Linked DNA regions of Mus musculus: region 1 is linked to region 2. The links are chromatin contacts, called in public HiChIP or PLAC-seq maps. All regions are on one chromosome and are shown on one strand. Each heading gives the region's core, a stretch centred on a gene start, on an enhancer-like site or on the middle of the called end of the contact. The rest is flanking DNA. Distances are from core to core; before and after follow the strand shown. Region 1 overlaps 1810007D17Rik (RIKEN cDNA 1810007D17 gene). Region 2 overlaps Ccdc172 (coiled-coil domain containing 172).

Evidence for each region. HiChIP or PLAC-seq counts read pairs in DNA pulled down with a chosen protein or histone mark.
Region 1: an HNF4G HiChIP or PLAC-seq map of pancreatic cancer cells shows a contact between it and region 2. The contact joins two enhancer-like sites. A contact is called at or near these places in 3 of 39 promoter capture datasets (the 3T3-L1 cell line, 3T3-L1-derived adipocytes and pre-B cells), 2 of 484 Hi-C or Micro-C datasets (the HPC-7 cell line and cortical neurons) and 1 of 115 datasets of contacts at active chromatin or transcription factors (pancreatic cancer cells).

What each region holds. Positions count from the first base shown.
Region 1 is chr19:58,614,549-58,619,049 of GRCm38.p6, reverse strand. All of the region lies in intron 1 of 1810007D17Rik (RIKEN cDNA 1810007D17 gene), which reads right to left. Among named protein-coding and RNA genes, the nearest start is that of 1810007D17Rik, 10 kb to the right of the region's middle. Within about 2 kb of position 2,224, at least 15 of the 459 cell types and tissues checked have an H3K27ac peak or open chromatin away from gene starts, as enhancers often do. A contact at or near this core is called in pancreatic cancer cells, where this site is marked.
Region 2 is chr19:58,522,782-58,527,539 of GRCm38.p6, reverse strand. It overlaps Ccdc172 (coiled-coil domain containing 172), which reads right to left. Exons shown (of 9, transcript NM_029372.3): 4 at 1,576-1,692; 5 at 103-268. Among named protein-coding and RNA genes, the nearest start is that of Ccdc172, 13 kb to the right of the region's middle. Within about 2 kb of position 3,294, at least 72 of the 459 cell types and tissues checked have an H3K27ac peak or open chromatin away from gene starts, as enhancers often do. A contact at or near this core is called in pancreatic cancer cells, where this site is marked.

The DNA.
Region 1 (4,501 bases), core at 975-3,474, 93 kb before region 2:
AAATGCCCTACAGATATACCCAGAGCCAAACTGATGGAGGCAGCTCTTCAAGTGGGGCTTACTCTTCCAGGGTTTCTCTAGTTTTTGTTGGGTTAACCAAGAGTAAATCTCACAGTGTGTATTGTGTACTTGTATGCTGATGCCTGCTTAGTGTGTATTCATTTGGAGGACAAAGGACAACCTTGAGTGTTTTGTGACAGAGTTTCTCGATGTTCTAGAATTTGGAAAGTAAGCTGGATTGGATGTCCTAAAGCCTCAGTGTCTGTCTGTCTTGCCTACCTGGCACTGGGATGACCAGTGTGTGTGTCATGTATGACCTTTTTATACGGACTCTGGGATTTGAACTCAAGTCCCCGTGCTTATAGGCAAGCACTTTACCATCTTTGCCTTCTCCCTATCCCCAGGCTTCAGACTTAAGGGGCCTTTGTACATCCAATCTCTCTCTCTCTCAGAACCAGTTGCTATCGGCTGGAGAGATGGCTCAGTGGAAAAGAGTTGAGTCTGGTTCTGAGCACCCACATCAGGTGCCTTATAAGTGCCTATAACTCCAGCTCCAAGAGATTTGATGCCCTTTTCTGGTCTCCAGGGGACCCTGTACACAAGTGACAAACATTCACACACACACATAAATAAATAGATAAATATAATTATGAAATAAGAAAGAACCAGTTGCCATGCAGAGAAATCCAGATTAGGCAGAAGTGATGATTTATAAGGATAATACCAGCACTTAAGAAGCTGAGGCAGAAGGATTACTGTGAGTTCAATGCGAGTTTGTATTATATAGTGCAGAAATCATGAGAGAGGAGTCCCCTGGCTCCAGATATGGATAGCCATCTTGGCCCCTCACACCCAGCTTCGCATACAGTAGCTCTCAGCTCTCTGCACCATATAAATGACTCCAACTGATATAATAGAGTTTTAGCATAATTTGCCAGAACGTTAATCTCAGAACCACAGGCATTAAAACAATTGTTGTTTTAAGCAAATAATCAATACACAACCAGGGTAGTATGATTTCAAAAATGCAATGTGGTTATAAAATATAATCGGTATGTGTTGTAGCTTATCAAAAGACCCTCACTCACAAAGACCACAGAGATCGCCATTGTTGCAAAATGCATGAGGATCTTACTTATCCAACATGTTGGGGAACCCCCTCTCAGCACGCAGGCTGGAGGAGAGACCCAGAACAAAGAAAGAACACACTTTTTATACCTTTGTAAGGGCCAGATATAGGCACTAGGGTAGTTTGGCTTATTTTAATTGGTATAGCCAATAACCTTCTTAGACATTGGTTGATTTGTATAGGGTGACCCTCATTTTGTCTGTCCTTGTGGTTTTTAGTGTGAGGCAGGGCAGGGGAATTGTTACTCTTGTTCTGGCAGCTGTAAAGTTAGTCATTTTGACCGTTAAATCTATGTTTCTATATTTGTTTAGTTAGTCAGCTTCTTTACCTGGCTCTGTACTTGGCCTGCTAGTACAGTTTGGAAACGCCTTTTGAAGAGGGAAGGTACTGGGTAGTCTTGAATTTATTTTGGATGTTACATATATTCTTTCCTTAAGTAGGTATGTTCCAATATTTAATATTATTACTTTTAAGTTTTATTTATGTGCTTATCTGCATGTGTCTTGGTCCTCTGGAAGAGCTCGCTGCAAGTGTTCTTGACCACTGAACCATCTCTCCAGCCTCTCAGTCTGGATTCTCCTACATTAGGCATATGGCTTAGGCTTAGACAAAATGGTTTGGTGCCTTATAGTGAACTACTAATTTTTTTTTTTAAAGCAGTGGCTTCTTAGTAAAAGGGAATATCCTGGAGTCTAAAACTCACCCAGAGGCTTGCTGTGAATGATTGATGTGCTTTTAATCTGGTGGCGCAGGAAAGGGTATGCCATCTTCCAATGACAGCTTATGATAAATGTGCTTTCTCTGAATTAATCCTTTATAGAATTTCCAAATACCTGTGCATACTTCTTAATATGATTATGTACAGAAGTCTTATGCTTGATATTTGACCCTAACTGAAAAAGAGTTTAAGCCAATAATATGAAAAATAATGTTTTGCAGTAGGCTATTCTTTTGTGTGTTTGCTTTTGTTGCTGTGATAAAGCACTTACTAAAACCAACTTCGGGTAGAAAAAGTGTATTTGCTTATAGCTCATGACTCATTGCTGCGGGAGAGTTTCTGCTAAGCAAACATTCAAGGCTGGGACTGAAGCAGAGCCGGTGGATGAGTCCTGCTCACTGGCTTATTCCCCTGGCTTGCTCAGCTACCTTTCCTACATAGCCCAGGACTACCTGCCCATGGATGGCCCCGCCCACAGTGGAATGGCCCCTCCCACATCAATCAGAGATCAAATGAATGCCGCACAATGTGCCGATAGCCCCATCATACCGAGGTTCCCACTTCCCAGGGGACTCAGGCTTGTGTCAAGTTGGGTCTAGCACTGTCTTGTTTTGAGTTGTGGTTGTGCTGTTGGTTATTTTTCAGCTGCTTCTCACTGGACTGTTTTTATTTAGGCTTTTGCCTTGTTTTGTTCCTTTTTTTTTAAATAAATTGTTTTATTTATTTATTTATTTATTTATTTATTTATTTATTATTATATGTAAGTACACTGTAGCTGTCTTCAGACAAACCAGAAGAGGGTGTCAGATCTCATTACGGATGGTTGTGAGCCACCATGTGGTTGCTGGGATTTGAACTCTGGACCTTCGGAAGAGCAGTCAGGTGCTCTTACCCACTGAGCCATCTCACCAGCCCCCTGTTTTGTTCTTTTAAACAACAAACGTTGGCAAAGATGGAGAATTTGAACTCGTGTGGACTGTGGTAGGTTCAGAAGTGGTTCGATCATTGGGGGAAACATGCAGCTCTTCAGAAATATAAACTAAAAAATAGAATCACCCTTTGATCCAACAAACTTACCAAAGTGTTTACACAGGAGAATTCAAAGCACAAACTTATCTGAGTGGTGGTGGCACCTGCCTTTAGTCCCAGCACTCAGGAGGCGGAGGTGGATTTCTGAGTTTGAGACCAGCCTGTTCTACAGTGTGAGTTTCAGGACAGCCAGTGCTACTACACAGAGAAACTCTGTCTTGACAACAACAACAACAACAACAACCCAAAAAAAATCGCAGTAGAAATGAAGAAAAACTTATATGCCTACATTCACAGCATCATTATTAATTAAAAAACAAAACAAACAAACAAAAAATACAAAAAGAAAAAAACCTAGAAATGTCCCAAAAGTTTACTACCAGAAAAAATGGAGACACAAAACAGAAAATCGTTCTCCATTAAGGAAAAAGGACAATTTCTAACATATTTCTATAATGTAGATAAATTCTGAGGACACGATAAGTGAAATAAGGCACAGACAATCACTGGGTAATTCTGCCCTATAAGAGCCCTAAAGTAAGGCCTGCAGCCGCAGATACAGAACCAGTCCAGGTATCCATCAGTAGATAAATGGATGAAGAAAATGTGATGTATAATGCAATGGGTTTTCTGCAGCCATAAAGAAAAAGGAAACCATGACACTGTACGGAGATACACGTGACTGAATCCCGGGGCGCTCCACGTCCACTCTACCCCAATCCTGGGGCGCTCCAGGTCCACTTTGCCCCAAACCCCTCACTCTTCAACCCTGGGCCCAAACACAGGCCATTCTAATCAACAAAGAGCTAATCCATCAAACACATTAACACTTCAGCTCTCAGGAGCCTTTAGCATATCTTTACTTAGCTCACAGCATCTCACTGCCCAAGCTCTAGGATCGATAGAAAAACCGACAGCCATTTTTTTTTTTTTCCTTCAAATAAGAGGAAGGCCTCATTCAGCCCAAGTTCAACTCTGTACGGACTCCTTATACCCCAGCCTTCCCGAGCAGACAGGAAGGTGAGACACAGGGAGACACTGTGAGAATGTGGTCCCGGATCTCAGGCTGACCGACCCGACCCTTGTGAGAACTGCAAGTCTAGCGCTCTTGACATTGTTCACATGCTGCCTCGCCTTTTCTTCACAGTGCTGGTCCCTGGACGGAACTTTCTTGCGCCCCTGTTTACGTGTTTGTACTTGTTTCTAGCTACAGTGAGTACTTAATCAAAGTGGGAACTGTGTGGCTCAGGAATCTTCATCTTCGATGCCTGGGAGTGTCTGGCCCACAGCAATCAGACTACATTGCTGTTTCATTGAACCCTCCCTGCAGATAGACAGAGGTTAGCCATCTTTAGATTAAACTGCAGTGGGAAATTCCTTTGCGGTGGAACATTTTGCAGAACGGCGGACATCTGAAGTATAGCCCTCATTAAGCAGCAAGGTCTGTGTTATTTTTTTAGACAATGTAGGTTCAAGTGTCTTGACAGGCCTATAAATTAACTACTTCACTGCCACAGACCCCACCTTCTATGGGAAATGCATTTCATGTTCTATGCAACTAATATTGCGGAGATAGAGAAAGAAAAAGACCTCCGAAGGTCCATTAACAATACGATAAAATCTGA
Region 2 (4,758 bases), core at 2,045-4,544:
AAGCCAGTCTGTGTGACATAGTGAATCCTGCTTCAAAAACAAACATGCAAACACCACCTCCATTTCATGAACAACAGACAAATGGTAACTGTGTACTCATACCCCTTCTCAAAACATCTGCCTGGCTGTCTAAGTCAGCCATTTCCATCTCGATATTTTCTTTCATCAAAGTATCTCTTTTCTTGGTTATTTCATAATTGTCATTGAAGTCTGTAATTTCCTTAATAAATCTTTCCTCTTCCTCTGTGGTTTTATTCTTTATAGCCTCCTGAAAAGCAGAAATAAGTAAGTGACCAAATGTGACACACACGGGCTGCACCATCCCTACATGATCAGAGTACAATTATCTGAGGTCAGCAGCAGTGTTGACGGCCCTGCCTCTGTTGTCCCCTCAGCAGCCTGTGCTGTGCTGCCCAAGGATGCGCTTTAAAGACCGAGGCTGTTCCACGACAGCCTCCATTTGCAAGCTTTATCTTTACAGATTTGTGAGAATTAATGAAGTAGAAATTCTGACATTTATCTGTGAATTTACTTCATAATCATATATGCTACTTTGTCGACATAATGTACAATTAGGTGGAGGAGTAACATCAAAATGGAAAATTACAACCTTTACTCAAAGGAACAATGGCTGCTTACAGGAGAAGGAAAACCTGATCATCTGAAGCCAGATTATGCAGTCATTCCAAAGTTAGTTCTAAATAAGCTTTTGTGTTGCGAATGAAATGTCCACAGGACATGAAAATATGAATTTAAAAGAATCTCTGGATGGTGCAAAAATCTATCTTATGACAGCACTAGATTCACTGGTTTCTGTATTTTTATTTTTGGCTGTATGCCAACTATGAGGAATCACATTTAGAAGTTGGTCATGTCCTAAGCTGTATTTTTATTATTCTTAAATATATTTTATGTAATTCCTTTCATTTACTTATTTGGGGGGTGTGTGTAAGTTTTGGTGTGACTGTACTGTGGCACACATGTGAAGGTCGGGGGACAACTTGCAGGAGCCAGTTCTCTCCTTCCACGGCTGGTTCCAGGGACTGAAAGATCATCAGATTTGATGGCGACACCTTTATCCACTGAGTCCTCTCATTGGCTCAAATGTATTTTCTTCAAAATGTCAACTCAGGACTAGTCACATCTCCAAATTGCCCTGTAATCATAACTGCTGCTTGGCTTGTTGACTTTGACTTAAGATAAAAAGATTAGCAATATCTTTTCAGCCATGCCCATAAGTATGCCTAGAAGTATAAAACTTCTCTGCTAACCAGGAGCATTAAAAGTGGGTCTCAACACCAGAGTGGTTAAAAGCAGTGGTACTGCTTCTCTTGGGCCCATCCAACTGCAGATAGTTCCCACATTACATCCTCAAGTCTCCCATCCAGGACAAGTCTTTCCAGCTGTACTGCTCTCCTGGCTGGCTTCAAACAGCCCTTAAGACTTGTTGTTTGAATAGTACTGTCAGCTGATACGGGTACAGATAACTTTGTCAAAGTGAAGCTGCACATACTGAAACGCCTTTGACACAGTTAGATTGCTGACTGAGATGTTTCTCAGTGGCTGGAGACTTACGCAGGCTTGGAGCAGTGTGTCCCGCTCGCTGATAATCTCACTGAGCTGTCTCTCTAATGCGTTTTCATGGGTTTTCAGAAGCTCTAAGAGGAAAGATTTCTCAGACAACTGCTGAACCTTCAAAAGGAAAATACAGAAATCAGAACGAAGCAAATGGATACAGATCTGAGGGCTCAGTTAATTGAACAGGCCTGCAATTGTTACATACGACTCCCTGCATGCACTGCTCTAAGTGACTGCCGGTCCTGAGCTCAGTGTCCTCACAGCTTACAGAGTAGACAGACTCTGGGCTCCTGAGGGGCACAGCTGGTTTCTTTTTCCTCCCACATTCAGCACAAGTGTTAGCTGAGTACTGCAGCATCTGACCATGCACACTGAAGCCCACGTCTGGACAGCTTGTTTCAAGGAGCAGGCTTCTAGTCTCACAACTTAGAAAGAATCAATCGCTGTGACCACCAAACATGGGAAAATCTCTACAGCCCAGACCCAGGTTTATGACGTTAACTATGCATAAAGTAGACGTAAATTTGGCTAAATATCCCAAATACATTTTGAGAACCCAACCTTTGAATTTTACCCATTTACTCAGGGGTCTTATTTTTAGAGGCTCAGTGGTAGGTAGCAAGGTCAGCACTGGCAGGTGGCTGAAAGCTAAGGAAGCGAAATCCATCCTTGCCTCTTGCAGGCATTCACCCAACAGATCCTTACAAACAGGATCAGAGACCACCATCTCCCCCTCCCTCCCAAAAATTTAACTTTTGTGCCCCATTTTATTCTAAAGAGCAAAAGATTTCATAAGCACCGATATTATTTCATTTGGACTTTAAAAACAGTTCCTTCTGAGACAAAGTCAGAATGAAAGGCCAAGAAACTAAAATAGTTTGTCTGCAGCATTCAGTACTGGTCCTCATGACAGTGTGTTACCTCCAGCTTGGGGCTGTTCTCATCTCTACAGAGAAAAGAAAAATGATATAAATTCAACTTAAATTGCAGAAAGCAAGATTTATGTTAGTTATAAGAACTTCCTCAAGGTGAGAGACGGGTTGTGAAATCTGTGTCCCAGAAGACACTGAGCAGTAAAGAGCCTGGGAGCAGTCTATTCCAGAGCCACGGGGTTGGCTTCAAAGACATTTTGAAATATTACAGCTAGTAAGTCCTAGGAATACTGGCATTTAGAAAAAAATAGCTGACGTGAAATAGAAACACGATCTTCCATTTCTATAAGGTGTAGCACAGCCGCCCGACCTGGGTCCTGGGTGCAGTTCCCATCAACCGTATCTGAAGACACAGACACAGATAAAGACATACATTTGCATGACTGAGGTAATGCCTGAAACCCCCGGGAGGACAGTGAGGGGCTTCGTGTCCCTGATGCAGAATCAGGAAATGCAGTTTCCAGACTTTAACGTCACACGCAAGGCAGCAGGGCAGACAAGGAAAGGATCAAAGCAGCCCCTCATTTGTTCAGTGTAAGAACACGACGACGCTTCATTGCTGTTATACAAAGGAGACTAAGATCAGCCCACAAGTTCAAGATTTTATAAAGGACGTTTAATTGATTAGGGGTAAGCATGGGGTTAAAATCCAGGTCTCTCAGCATCCTTCTTGCTAAATCACGGCATTAAAATGGAAATGCTAAAGCTGCCTCTGAGTAATTCTGATAATAAAAAGAACTTCAGCACCACTGCCCATAACAATGCTTCAGACACAGATGAGTCAGCAGTGCCCAGCCGTGTGACACTGTGACTCAACAGTGTCTCAGACACAGATCACGTTGGAAAACTGTACACGTGAGTTACCAAAAAAAAAAAAAAAAAAAAAAAAGAGAGAAAAAATGGCAAATGAGTCTCGTATTTTCCTTAAGTGTCCTGGACTAAGGGGCGGGCACTCAGGCTGCAGGCTCTGGTTAATGTGCTAATAGTACACATTCAGGATTGACATTCTTGACTTCTGTTTCTGATACGGATTCTCAGAAAACAGAGGGTGGAAGGAAAAGAACCAACTGCACAAAGTCGTCCTCTGAGCTCCACACACTCACAGCCACACCCACCCATGCTTACTCACTCACTTTCTCCTTCACACAGACACACACACACACACACACACACACACGCACTTTTTTTAACACTCGTGACAACCAAGGGGAAAGCACAACAGAGGAAGTGGGAGAAGGTGGAAAGTCACTGCCCCGAAGGGAGATGGGCTTCCTACATGCCGCCTCCCAGTGCTATGGTCATCAATGGGTCAGGGTACAGATGAGGTGACACTGAAATTGGGTGACCTGGCTCTATTCTTTATTAGAACTTAAGAGACAAGCACTTGGCTTTGCCTGGTTCTTTGCTACGTGTAAGTTTTGCCTTCAGGAGCAACAGCTTAATCCCAGGTGTGGGGTATGGGCGGCAGACTGTCCACAGCAGCTGACTATGATTTGCCTCCTGCTCTGGTGGGGATGTGATCTTTCCAGCTGCAAACAGTTTCTGCAATTGTGTGATGTTGGGAATTTTGGGAACATTTCAGAGTGTATATAGATGCTAGGATCCTGAGAGATAAGGTGAAATGTTGGTGGGTTTTTGGCTGGTTGCTGTTGGTTGTGATCTGTTAAGTAGTTGTACACAAAGAAACAAGAAGAACTGAGATGTTCTGATGGCAGAAATGACCCATGCCCCCAGGACCTCAAGGCTGTACTCAGCAGGAAGCCGTCTAATGATGACTTCGACCCCTCACTGACCCTGGCTTTATTCAGGGATCTCTTCCTTCACTCTCCATCCTTTTTTCTCTTGTTTAGTGTTAGGAAATTGAAAGGGTGGAAGAAAGAAGAACCCACAAAGTAACCAGAGTCCAGCTACATATAATCCTGACTTACTCACAGGATGAGTGTACTACTCACTCACAGAATTACTGTCTTGCAGACGTCTTACCTCTGCTTTGTTACAAGATAACAGCCAAGGAGGGATCTGATAGGGAAATACTGTAAAGCCACAAACTGTACTGTGTGAGAAATGATTTCAGACGTATCAAGTTTGAGCTGAGACACTAACATGCCTATGGCAGTGTGAGCCGTTTAGTCTACAGTAAACAGAAACTAAAGAAATTATTGACTCTGTCTCCTAAATTGCTCCTGACCTCAAGAGACAGCATGCAATATAAAGAAAGGGGTGGGAAGTTCCTAATGGCAGGAACACA